Regions from separate parts of the Mus musculus genome. Here region 2 is linked to region 1. A link is a contact called in public HiChIP or PLAC-seq data. All regions are on one chromosome and are shown on one strand. The core of a region is the stretch at or near the end of the contact, and the rest is flanking DNA. Distances in the headings are between cores, read along the strand shown.

Region 1 (6,597 bases), core at 2,816-5,315:
GAGCGCATGGGAGTGTGTGTTCTGGGGCTGTAGTTACAGGCAGGTGTGAGCTGCTTGGGTGCTGAATGCTGGCAACCGAACTCTGGTTCCCTGTAAGAGCAACAGACAGTCATAACAGCTGAGCCATTTTTCCAGGCCCCACAGGTAGACACTTCAGACCTACAGTAAGAGGAGACCACTGTTCATTTAAGAACCCAGCAAATGGCTTTTAATCTTAAATGGGTCTTCCTGAGTGAATGCCCTGGAGGATAGTAAAAATAATAACTATCACTTATTAAAATTTTACAATGTGTAAGCCGCCCCCATCCCAGACTCTTTATACACGGTGTAGTTAATTGCTGTAAGAACTCTATGGCATAACTGCTCTTTCTGTCCATCTTTTATTGTAGAGAGGTGAGCCTTGAAAGGTTACTGTCTTTTATTCTTTTTTTTTTTAATCCCCCTCCAGGTTACAAGTTAGTGTGGATGGCAGGTCTCGGAATGAATTCCAAATCTGCCAGATGCCTGAAGTCTTCAATAACCACTGGGTACATTTCTAGGCTATTAAATTTGAAAGCCATAATGAAATGTATCATTCTGGAAAGGTAGATTCTAAGAACTTGGCAATGTCAAAGGAATGCCTTCATCAAAATGTGCTCCAAGCCCTTGTCAGCTTATAGACAACTTCCTCCACCCTCCCAAGGAATAATTCACATACATTATACATCTTAAGAGCATCAAAAGGAGAGGGGAGGGAGGGAGGGAGGGAGGGAGGGGGAGAGAGAGAGAGAGAGAGAGAGAGAGAGAGAGAGATCTTAATAACCTAGCACAGGCACGTGAAACCCCGAATATACCTTATTTTGAAGTAATAAAGCTAATGACTGATAAACGGCAGGCACAGTTCTAAGCACTTTATAGCTGTTCACTTACCAAACCCGCATGACACCAGTCTACAGTAGTTATGACCAGTAAATCCCATTTTACAGAGGAGAACAGATACAGAGAGCCTTGGGTACGGGCTCTAAAATCACATGGCTCAATGGTTAAGTAATTGGTCACCATTAGAACCCAGATTGTAAGGCTGTAGAGATGACTTTGTGATTAAGAGCACTGGCTGCTCTTCCAGAAAACCTGGGTTCAATTCCCAGCACCCACATGTCAGCTCAAAGCCACCTGGTAGCTTCAGGTTCCAAAAATCTAACAACATCTCGTACCCTTTGCAGTCAATTGGTACTCGGCCTGTATACACACACACACACACACACACACAATTTTAAAATAATTCCTAAGAAATAAGGCACTGCATGTGCCATGAAGTCTGAAATTTTGCCATTTTGTTTTTTACAGAAAGAGCTGGCTGACCCCATTCTTAGGATTAAAATTTAAAACTCGAATTTAAATGTCAGGGGACTATTTTAATAAGTATCTCCCCACCCCACCCCTCAAAAGGGAGGAAAAGGCATGCCTGGAAATGGTGACTTTAGTAGGAGCAGAAACTTCCTTCCAACTTTCAAGGAACAGATAACTCATCCGTCCCACAAAGCGTGCCAAGGCCTAGAAACCAGTGGAGTTCTTCCCAGTTCGTTTTAATTAACTGGTTCACAGCGGTTTATGATCCCCGAGTGATTTTAATTGGAAGGAACTCAGCATAATGAAAATAACAACAGCTGACAGTTGCGCAATGTCCCCTCCACTGCCAGGTGCTGAGCTCAGTCAGACATTTCTAGCTAATCCCCCTGACAGCCAGGGAAGGTAGCCTGCCATTGTTACCCACTTCTGTGGATGAACCCCGGGTGGGCCTCAAAAGGTTAAGAAAAAGAAGAGAAGTTGGGACTCTAACCCATGTTTCTACCTCCACAGACTATGTACGCTCTTTATGCTCTAGCATTTGATTATATCAAGTAAACCTGCATGCACAAAGCAAACACCTCATTTCCAGAGTTGAACAGCTGTTATTAGAAAAACATTAAGTACCAAAATTATGAAAATAATCTTGGGGGATGGAGGATTAAATTTCCATCAACTGCAAGTGAGCAAATAATTTTGTATTACAAATTGACCTGGACTGGTTTTTTTGTTTGTTTGTTTGTTTGTTTTAAAGTGAGCTTATTAACAAAATGTAATACCACCATTTCTTTTTTCTTCCCAAACACAGGATCCTAGCTAGGGGTATAGATCTGTTGGTAAAATGTTTGTCTAACATGTTCAAAGCCCTGGGTTCGATCCTCATCACTACGTACAACCAAACATAGCAGTGTAGGCCTGTGATTCCAGCACAGCACAAAATGGAGACGGCTACGTAAGGGTCACACTTGCCTAGCTAGATGGGGGAAGGAGGGCACCCTGGCCTAGGGACCCTGTCTAAATGGGTAGATGAGATAGATCTGTGGGTAATAGAATTTGCTGCTAAGTCTAGCGACCTGAGTTTGATCCCCTGGTCCCCATACAATGGAAGAAGAAAGAAATCCCTGAAAGTTGTCCTCCTGCCTCTATTTACATGTTGTGGTAGGCATGTACCCACACACATGCACACACAAAAATTAACAGAAAGGTTATACTTTTAAGATAGTGAGCTCATAAGTAAAACTATCCCACAGCTAGATTAATATAACCACTCAAAAACTTGCTCCGTTCCAAACTTTCTATATCTCACTAGACTTCTATACAGTTAAAATTGCCATTTTGAAGCCATGGAGCCTTGGTGAGGATTTTACCTTTTCTTTTTGTTTGTTTGTTTTTGAGACAGGGTCTCCTATATAGCCCTGACTGGCATAGAAGTCTCTGTGTAGACCAAGCTGGTCTCAAACTAATAGAGAACTTTCTGCCTTTGTTAGCAAGTGCAGGGACTAGGAGCATTTTCCATCACATCCAGCCTGTTTTTTGTTTTGGTTTGGTTTTAAATTTTATTTTATTTGTGAGTTCATGAAGAGGTTGATAGGTGGATGAATGCACAGATGGAAGCAAGAATCCCCGCAGGAAACGGAGAGGAAATGTTTTCAGCCACATGGCTGAATCTATGCAGTCACTTTCTCTTCGTTTAATCCAGAAACCGCTGTTCCCCGAGAACTAAGACACGAGAGTTGCTTTACTAGCAAGGGAGAGGGCCTAGATCTAAAGCCAAGCCAGGCAGAGAACTAAGAGAGCATCCTTAACAGTCTTCCCGACAGTAAAATAAAAAATAACAAACGTGTTCAATCCAGGGTAAAGAGAAATTGGCCAAAGAAGCCACACTTGAGGATGGGGTTGGGAGTAGACTGGGGGTGGGGGGTGGGGACAGCCCTCCGTTCTCTAGTCACACTCAGTATTCCCCACAACTCACCTGAATCCCCTGCAGTGCAGTTCTGAGCTTCTCAAACCATTTAAGAGGGATACCAAACTCCTGATAAAACTGCAACCTTGATTAGTTAAAAGAAGGGATGGTAAATAGCGAAGATTACACTTCTATGAGATGCTGGGAATGGAAAGCCTAAAGACAAACGGATGGAGGCTTCCCTGCGGCTGGGAGTCACAACCCACACAAACGGGCTGGTAGAAAGGGGATTTTTTTTTTCCTGTGAGGGGTGGGTGGAGGTGTTCTGAGAGCAAATGCTGGCGATGACCCACAGCTGATCCGGAAAGAGGTCGAGAGCAAGGAACTACCACTTTATAAATTTCCTTGAAGCATTAACACTGAGTTGTATGCTTGGTGCAGTTTTGACTTCCGTGAATCAAATCTCAATAAAGCTTTAAAGGTCAGTTACCTTGGCAAAGAATCCTCAGACCCCTCGCTAAGCCTCTTAGGGTCTTCTCCTCCTCTGGTCGATGCTAATTAGGAACGCCAAGTTCTGAGAGAGAACACAGCAGTTGTAGCGCAAAGGTACTTGGCGTGGCGTGGGTGGGGGTACCCCAGGAGAAGGCCCTGCCTGGGCTTTCTCTGTTCTTTACTCTTTGGATCTAGGATCTTTTAACCTTTAGGGAACTTGGGCTGTGCTGTCATCAACTGAATCCTTGCCTCCCAATGGGCTGCTGAGGGCAGCCACATGAGGTATCTCCCTGCTTGGAAGCCTATGAGCTGAAGTTTCTCAGTTACTCTGCTCTGCGCATGTCTCTTGACCCAGCTTTCCCGTCTACTTCCAAGTCAGGCTGCCGGTCTTTGCACATGCCCTTAGCTATAGGCTCCTCACCAATTCCTCTGACGGCCTCTATGTATTATACCCAAGGATCTGAGGGAATAGGTGTTCAGTGACATGGGTTTTTTCTCTGTTTTCTTTCTTTCATTTTACTTTATTTATTTATTTATTTTGTGGGGTTTTTTTGTTTTGTTTTGTTTTTGTTTTTTGTTTTTGTTTTGTTTTGTTTTGTTTTGACAGGGTTTCTCTGTGTATTTCTAGCTGTGCTGAAATTCACTTTATAGACCAGGCTGACCTCAAACTCAAAGATCTGCCTTCTGAGTGCTGGGATTAAAGGTGTGCACCATCATCACCTGACTACATAGTGAATCTTAAATGAAATGTGTTAGTAACTTAATTTTTAATCTCATGCTATTATTTGTTCAGCGTGTTAGTATTTCATGTGTTTTGTACAGAGTAATAATGTTAGCATTTCATCTGTAGTTCCTAAGATTAAAATAATGCTGGGATTAATGGTGAGTACCACCGACCATCCATTTCTTCTTTTAAAAGACAAAATCTAATGAAGTCTAGGCAAGCCTCAAACTAGCTATGATAGCCAAGATGATTTTGAACCTCTGATCATCTTACCTGCTCATCCTGAGTCTTGGGGGTCCAACTCGGGATTTTATTCATTCTAGGAAAGCACTCTGTCAACTGAACCGTATCTGTAACCCAGTCAATAACTATTCTCCCAGTGACTAAGGCCTGAGTCCACGTCAGCAGTTGTCAACCTGTGGGTCTTGACCACTATGGCAAGCCTCTATCTCCAAAGGCTTATGACATTATGACTTATAACAGTAGCAAAATTACAGTTAATTTTATGGTGTGTGGGGGGTCACTACAACATGAGGAGCTATATCAAAGCGTGGCAGCATCAGGAAGGTTGAGACTCGGTGGTCTACTGTTCTACTGGATGGTGAACGGTCTTATAGAGGAGTTGATAAAACCAATGTTGCCTCTGCTGCAAAGCAGCAAAAAAGTAGTGTGAGAGCTAGGGCATCCAGATTTAAGAAATTACAAAAGAAACACAGACTAGCCCAGCTAAATTTGAATTTTGCATAAACAGTCACACACACACACACACACACACACACACACACACACACAAGAATGATGTCCAATTTGGATCTGCTGGCTGTCCTGTACTTTGTCTAGCACTCTAATACAGCAATGCAACTGTTAAGTCTGAGAGAGAAGACGGCCTTAATACTTTTAGAAAAAGAACTGGAGGAGAAAAGAAAGCTGTATTGCAAGGGAATGGATAAACATGCGCCTCCAAACAACCACACAGTTACAAGGGAGCTCAGAAACTGGGCCTGACCAAAAGCAAGCAAGCAAACAAACAAACAAACAAACAAACAAAACAAAACGCCCAGCAATTTATAAGCTTGGGCTGCTTGGAACTACATCCTGTTTTAATTTTTTTCTTTTAATTTTGTGTGTGTGTGTGTGTGTGTGTGTGTGTGTGTGTAAGAGAGACAGAGACAGAGAGAGAAAATGTGCACATGAATGACTTCTGGTCTCATACCTTCATTAAACATTGAATGTTAAGTTTATTTGAGACCCGAGAAGATGACGAGGACGGTATGCTGGTCAGATTCCTCTCCCACCTCCTACCTCCTCCCAGCCTGTCGAAGAGCTGGAAAATTTCAATCCCTTCCTTTCCCACTCCAGCTGCAGTTTCCATGGTAATAGAGTGAACCTGACTCTGTGGCTAACAACAGCTAACAGCTCTTGAAAGGGTCTAAGCCAGAACAATTGGAGACAACCTAAATTGGTGGGGGAAGGGAGGGCTCCCTGAATCCCTGACTAACTCACTGTTAGCTTATGCAAGAATTCTGTTGCTCTCTCCAGATCTGGAGAAAGTTGGCTACTATTTGTAGACCCTATACAGTCACAGATTCTCATTCCAGAAGCTTCTACCAACCACAGTGGCATTAACTTCACTCCAGTTTACCATTTATCAATCCATTTAGTCTACCATTCTACCAATGAGGATTAGGGAATGGGGTTTTGTATGCTAGGCCATGCTGGGTCCACAGGATTAAAACAGATGTGGCATCTAGTCTCTTATTTCTTATGGTACAAGGGAGCTATTACATATGAAATATATACTAGGGTCTGGGGCATGTAGAAACGAGTTAAAATGAAGCCAAACATTGTATTGCATGGAAATGAGACTGCTGGGATTGGGGTGAGACCAGTACCAAATGAATAATAAAACCACTCACATACAATGTTTGAGCAATGTTTGCAATGTCAGACATGGTTTTAGGCAAGGAGACTATACCAGTGAACAAAATATATTTCCCATCTGTCTCATAGAATTTACTGTCACCAGGGAAAAAAAGAGGAAAATACATAAATGACCTGGGATCTAAAGCAAGATTTTTAACTTCAATTTGGCCTCAATAAAAAGAAGAATTTATTAACTGAAGTAAATAAAAACTCCAGACATATAGTCAGT
Region 2 (6,647 bases), core at 2,035-4,534, 170 kb after region 1:
CCTGGAAAGAATAGGAAAAATATATATTAAAGACAAAACAAGTGTCCTCTGATCTCTTCATACATGCCATGGAACATGTGCATTCACACATAGACAGACAGACAGGCAGGCAGGCAGGCAGACACACACACCCTGTACATAAAAATATAAAAACAGAATCAATAAATTAAACAGCAAAATAGGCATGAAAAGTGACTGAGCAATAAAAGCCCCCAAGACCGATGAACTGAGTTGTACATCCAGGACTTTTATGGTGAGAAGAGAGAGAGAATTAACTCCAAACAATAATCCTTTGACCGCTATACATTCACCACAGTGACTCAGTACTTGAGAACATTGGCTGCTCGTCCAGAGAACCCAGGTCCACTTTCCCCGCACCAACTACTTGTCACTTCAATCCAAGGGACCTGACACCCTCTTCCAACCTCTAAGAGCACCCAGGCACATGTGTGGTGCACAGACACACATGCAGACAAAACACCCATCCACACGTAGAATGAAAAATTTTTAATTTTAATTAAAAAAAATAGAATAAGGTGGTTGTGTCCACAGTTTAGAAAGATGGCTTTGGCCTTGATCTGTGAGGTGGAAGACGTTGCCATTGAAGTCTGAGGACAGAGTATAGAAAATAGCCAAATGTATCTTCCCTGTACACAGTGATCAACTGCGCGTCTCAATAACAGTAATTTAAACCATCATGCACCCCACGGTGCTTTTGCTCTCTCTCTCTCTCTCTCTCTCTCTCTCTCTCTCTCTCTCTCTCTCTCTCTCTCTCTGTGTGTGTGTGTGTGTGTGTGTGTGTGTGTACAGAGATAAACAGGGTCACTGAATCTGAAACTTATAACGTCCATCCCTTAAAGATAAAGCTCCTGCGTAGAATTGGTGTTTGAGCCCAGGCAGTTCACACTCAAAAAGTAGTCACCACTACTAATGTCTCTTACAGTTGCATCAACAAAAAACAGACATTAATTATGGCTACACTCTGAGCGTCTGCCTACTGTTCATCCATCAGGCTCTGATCTAGTTCTGGGAACCTTCACAGCCAAGAGCAGCATTTGGTGTTTAGAATTCAAAGAAACGGAGGCCTGGGGCAATAGCTCACTCAGTAGGTAAAGCGCCTGCTGTCCAAGTCTGAGGACCTGGGTCTGGCTCCTCAAAACTCAATAAGAGTCTGGCCCTACACATGCAAGGCAGACATCTACTGATGGGGCCATCTCTACAGCCTTGCAACAGTAGGTTTTGTTTTTGTTTTGTTTTGTTTTGTTTTGTTTTGTTTTGTTTTAATCCATGCCTCAGTTTCCCAATCTGGAAAAAAGACATACTAATGGTTCCAGATCTGCTGGAGCTGGGGTTACAGGCTGTTTTGAGCCACTGACATAGATGCTGGGAACTGTAGTTGGGTCCTCTGCAAGAGCAGCAGGCGCCCTCTCTTACCCACAGGCCCATCTCTCCAGCTTGAAGTTTTTGTTTTTTAACTTGACATAGGAAATAATAAATTTCAAGTAGTGACTCATGCCTGGTAATTTCTGAACTCAGGATGCTGAAGAAAGAAAGATGGTTATGGGTTCAAGGGCGTTTTGGATTATACAGCTCAGGACAGTTGGGCTGCAAAGTGAGGTCATATCTCAAAAAAAAAAAAAAAAAAAAAAGTCAAAAAAAAAAAAAAAAAAAAGGTATCAGCCAATTGGTGGTGGCGCACACTTTTAGTCCCAGCACTCGGGAGGCAGAGGCAGGTGGACCTCTAAGTTCGGGGCCAGCCTGGTCTGCAGAGTGAGTTTCAAGGCAGCTTACCTACTGAGAAACCCTGCCTCAACATAACAAGACAAAAAAAGCAACAGGTTTCAGCACAGCATTTCCATATACGGGTCATTGTGTGCTTCTCGTGATCCTCTGCACGGTCCCCGTCCTTTCTCACTGCTCCTGGTGGCCTCTTTCTTTCCTCCATTGTCCTGTTTGTTCTCACGTTGTAGATATGATAAGATTTAGGTTCTGCGTCTGAGACAGAACGCGTAATACTTGTCTTTCTGAGTGGGGCTTCTTTGTTTAACGTAATGATCTCCATCGATTTTCCTGAAAATGACATAATTTTATGCTTTATGCCTGAATAATGCACCACTGGGGGGGTAGGGGGGGAACATGCTGCTGCCTATTACATTCTCTTTATCCTTTCGTCGGTTGATGGGCATCTAAATTACTCTTGTAATTTGGCTATTTGTGAATAACCTTGCTATAAACATGGATGGCCAGCCCCTCTCATTTTGCCTTAATCACATCTATTACAACTCTATCTCGGGGCTGCCAAGATAGCTCAGCAGACAAAGCCCCTTGTGCCAAGTTTGATGTCCCAAGTTCAGTGACCCAGGACCCATATGTTAGGAGAGAACTAACTCCTGTAAGCCGACCTCTGACCTCCACATTTACAGCGTCATTCACGAAGCAACACACACGCAGGGACACATAAATAAATAAATAAATAAGTGTATGTTTGTTTGTGTTAAAGACCCTGTCTCCAGGGTTGGAGACACAGAATGTCTGGAATCCACCAGTGAGGGAGGCCCTAGGCTCTGTCTCCTGCATAGCAAAAATAAAAGGATGGCTGTTTATAGCTGCGCGTGACACCGATGGTGGCCGTGCCTGTCATTCTAGCTCTCAGGAGCTTGAAACCAGAGAATTGCTGTGATGTCAAAGCCACACCAGGCTACATAACAAGACCCTGTCTTGAGAATAAATATGGGCCAAAAAGAAAGGCACTTGCCACCAAGCCTGTCCACCTGAGTTTGATCTCCAGAACCCACATTGTGGAAGAAAAGAACCGACTCCCTCAAACTGTCCTCTGACTTTCAAATGTGCACCAAGGCACATATGGGCTCCAACATTTTCATATAAATCAATCAATCAATCAATCGATCAATATCCCTTTTCCAAAAGCATTCGGAGGCACAGGCATTGAGTCTTCAGTATGTGAGATTCTGGAACACTCAGATTGATCTTAATAACCCCAGAGTTGGGGGGGAGGCTGAGAAGCTGGAAACGGAGCCTGTAGTTTGATAAAGGCAGGATTTAGAGGCATACCCAAGGCCTCAGTGTAAACCTCTTTCCCCTCTGCCCCCTCTTAGCAGCTTGGATTTTACCCTGAGTGTGGAAGGAAGCCCCAGTTGACAACAAGCAGTTCAGACTTATGTCAAAGCAAGGTGGCTCTGGCTGCGGTTGACACTGAGTGACTCTGGAGGCCCACAGACATCGTATGGTACCCCAAGCCTCCCTTGTAAACAGCAGACAGCTGGGAGTCAGGATGCTGGAGGACCTGGGCAGAGGGGAAAGAGGTTTACACTGAAGTCTGCGAGTGTGTGGACCTTTACTACGGTCTCCCCAAGAAAACAAGACACAACACACAAACGATTAGATCCCGTGGCTGTCCCCCTCTCCTCTTCCACGGGAAAAGGACACAATCTTCAGCCATAAAGTTCTTTGCTTCTGTCTCTGTCCATCCATTCCTTTCCAGTTTGCAGACTGAAGAATGATCGCGGGTGCCCTCTACTGGCAGCTTGCTCCACAGTGTAACAACTTAAAGCTCATAGGAAGCCACCAGCCCACTGCGGCTCCGCAGCACCAATCTTTTCTCTTCCTCCATCCCTTTCCTTTTTTCCTTTCCATCAAGGCTATCTATATGGAAGACCTACTATGTGCCGTGTGTGTGTGTGTGTGTGTGTGTGTGTGTGTGTGTGTGTTCACACATAATATACATGTGGAACTCAAGGGACAACTTGCAGGAATTGGTTCTCTTCTTCCAATCTGGGGATTGAACTCGGGCTATCAGGCTTGGTGGCAAGTGCCTTGATGTGCTGAGCCCTCTTGCTGGCCCCAGGCACATGTTACTGAGGTGTAACCCGGGATCCACGGGATCCACATATTTAGCAAGTAGCAACTTCCATGGTGAGTCTGGATGAGGACAGGTTAGAGGCTACCATAATCAGCTAGGCTGCAGCCATGTGCTAGACATCTTTATTTGGGCGCGTCCAGTGCCTCACTGACCTCGAGACTTTTCTACATAATAGATGAGAAGTTCTGAGGGACACAAGCCTCTGGTCAATGGACACTTGCTTCAGTACTCTTAAACCTTTGCAGAATCTCCACTGTGAATCCAGGTTGGCACTTTGAGCCTATGTGCACACACACACACACACACACACACACACACACACACACACACACACCATACACCAAACACACACACATACACCACATCACACACACACACACACACCACACACACCACATACCATATACCACACATACACACCCCACATACATACCATATACTACACACACACACCACACCACACACACACACCCTCCCACACACACCATACACCACACACCCACACACACACCATATACCACACACACATACCATACACATACCACACACCACACACACTACACACACCACACCACATACACACACACTACACACATATCACACACCATACACACACACACCACACATACCACACCACACACCACAGACACACACATACCCCCATACACACATACCCACATACACATCACACCCACTTCACCACACACACATACGCACACACACACACACACACACACACACACACCACACATACACCTGTGTGTCTATAAGCCTGAGTCCAGAGCCTATAATACTCCAGGTTCTGCCCCTCTCCCTGGTCTTGTGGCAGCCACCTTCTCTTCTCAGTCTGCTGTGGTTTCCATAGAAACAGATATGGCCAGATGAGAGATCAGAAGGAGACAGAGCCTGACACTCCAGCCCTTAGACTTTTATGTAATTAAAATGCATCACCAGACAAGGCCTCTGCAGAAAGGCAGGGAGAGTACAGGTCTGTGTTGGTCTCTGTCATCCCAGGCAGAAATCTCAAGCTGGCCCAAAGAACCAGCAATGTGATTGCTATTTGTTCTTCTTTTTATTCATTCATGATTAAGCCATTTATCTGTCCCTCACACTCAAAGATTATGAATGATTAACAAAGATAAGTCCATTCTTGTTGCTGAGATAGGATCTTGTTATATAGACCAGACTGACCTCAAATGTATGACAATCTTCCTGCTCTGAATTTCCATGTTCTAGGATTACAGTAATGGGCCGCTATACCTGGTGTAGATAGTTATATTAGTATATATATATTGCAAGCATATGAGAGTCAGAAGACAACTGTTTGAGTCAGTTCTCTCTCTCCTTCTACAATCCATGTGGGTTAAAGCAATCAAACTCAGCCTGTCAGCCTTGGTGGCAAATGTCTTTACTGGCCAAGCCATCACTCTGGCCTGGTTAAATTAATATATTAATTTTGCACTTACTCTTTGCTGCTGGTATTGTCACAAGAACAGGAACACAGTATAGGTGAAAGGAAATCCCACAATGCCTCATTAAAGATGCTTGCTTCTCAGATGAGGCGACCACACAAAACCACACATAAAGATCAATAATACTGTGAGAGCAGGCATGAGATCTGGGCTCAGTCCTAACACTACGTAAACCCTGAACGGTAGTGAGTACCTGTGATCCAAACACCAGCCAAGCAGAAGCAGGTTGATCGGGAGTTCACAGTTATCCTCAGCTATCTAGCATGTCTGAAGCCAGCCTGAGCTATTGAGACTTGCCTCAAAAAAGAAAGAAAAATGAGGAGTGGGAGGCCAGATGGGTCTGTTGATGAAAACACTTGCTGCCAAGCCTGCTAATCTAAGTAAGATTTCAGGACCCACATGGTGGAAGGAGAAAACTAACACCTAGAAGCTCTCCTGTGTATTCTGAGCCTGCGCCGTGGTGTTTGCAAGCATGCACACATGCACATACATAGATATTGAAAATGTCTTTTATGGGCATGCTGAGTCTTTGTATAATGTGCATGCACCTTTCGGGGCATCACGGACATCTGAGCTGAAGATGTTCGCTTTGCTCTTCCATATGTCTGAGAACACAGGGGCAAGCTCCTCACCCAGTAAGCTCCTCACACCAGCCTGGATTTCTCTTCCCCTCTTCACAGGGACTCTGCTTGAATTCTGAATTCTGGATCTCTGCTTCCTGCACCTTACCCAGCCACCTCTCTTTGATGTTGTGCCCTCCACACACACACCCTCTCTTTCCCAGTCCATTCTACCTGTCAAGCCATAGATTCCATCTCCATAGATGCAACAAGATCTGCATTGAAAACATTCAGAAGTGTGCACCTTTAGCTCCAGCACTTGGGAGGCAGAAACAAGCAGAGTTTTTGTGAGTTCAAAGCCAGCCTGGTCTACATAACAAGTTCAAGACCAGTTAGGGCTACACAGTGAGACCCTGTCTCAAAACAAAATTAGAAAAAAAAAGTCACATCCTGAATGAAAGGACATAGGTATTTTTGAAGGGTCAGAACTTCCTACAACAGTGTAATTACTATTACATAGAACTTACATGGTGTTAGGTACTAGAAGTAATCTAAAGTTGACTAAAATAAATGTGAGATTGAAGAGCTGTCTTGGTAAGTCAAGGCATTTGCTTTCAAGCCTGATGAAGTGAGTTCACTCCCCAGGTCTCACATGGTGGAAGAAGAGACTCCTGAACACCATCCTCTGACCACCTCAAGTGTGCCATTGCGCGTGTGCACCCTGCAACAGACACC

The links. HiChIP or PLAC-seq counts read pairs in DNA pulled down with a chosen protein or histone mark.
Region 2: a contact with region 1 is called in an H3K27ac HiChIP or PLAC-seq map of extraembryonic endoderm stem cells. The contact joins two enhancer-like sites. A contact is called at or near these places in 11 of 484 Hi-C or Micro-C datasets (cerebral cortex, embryonic fibroblasts, embryonic stem cells and 4 more) and 15 of 115 datasets of contacts at active chromatin or transcription factors (craniofacial prominence, embryonic basal ganglia, embryonic forebrain and 9 more).

What each region holds. Positions count from the first base shown.
Region 1 is chr7:6,747,761-6,754,357 of GRCm38.p6, forward strand. The region is part of intron 2 of Usp29 (ubiquitin specific peptidase 29); the gene reads left to right. Among named protein-coding and RNA genes, the nearest start is that of Usp29, 20 kb to the left of the region's middle. Within about 2 kb of position 4,066, at least 12 of the 459 cell types and tissues checked have an H3K27ac peak or open chromatin away from gene starts, as enhancers often do. A contact at or near this core is called in extraembryonic endoderm stem cells, where this site is marked.
Region 2 is chr7:6,914,932-6,921,578 of GRCm38.p6, forward strand. The region is part of intron 2 of Usp29 (ubiquitin specific peptidase 29); the gene reads left to right. Among named protein-coding and RNA genes, the nearest start is that of Zim3, 58 kb to the right of the region's middle. Within about 2 kb of position 3,285, at least 46 of the 459 cell types and tissues checked have an H3K27ac peak or open chromatin away from gene starts, as enhancers often do. A contact at or near this core is called in extraembryonic endoderm stem cells, where this site is marked.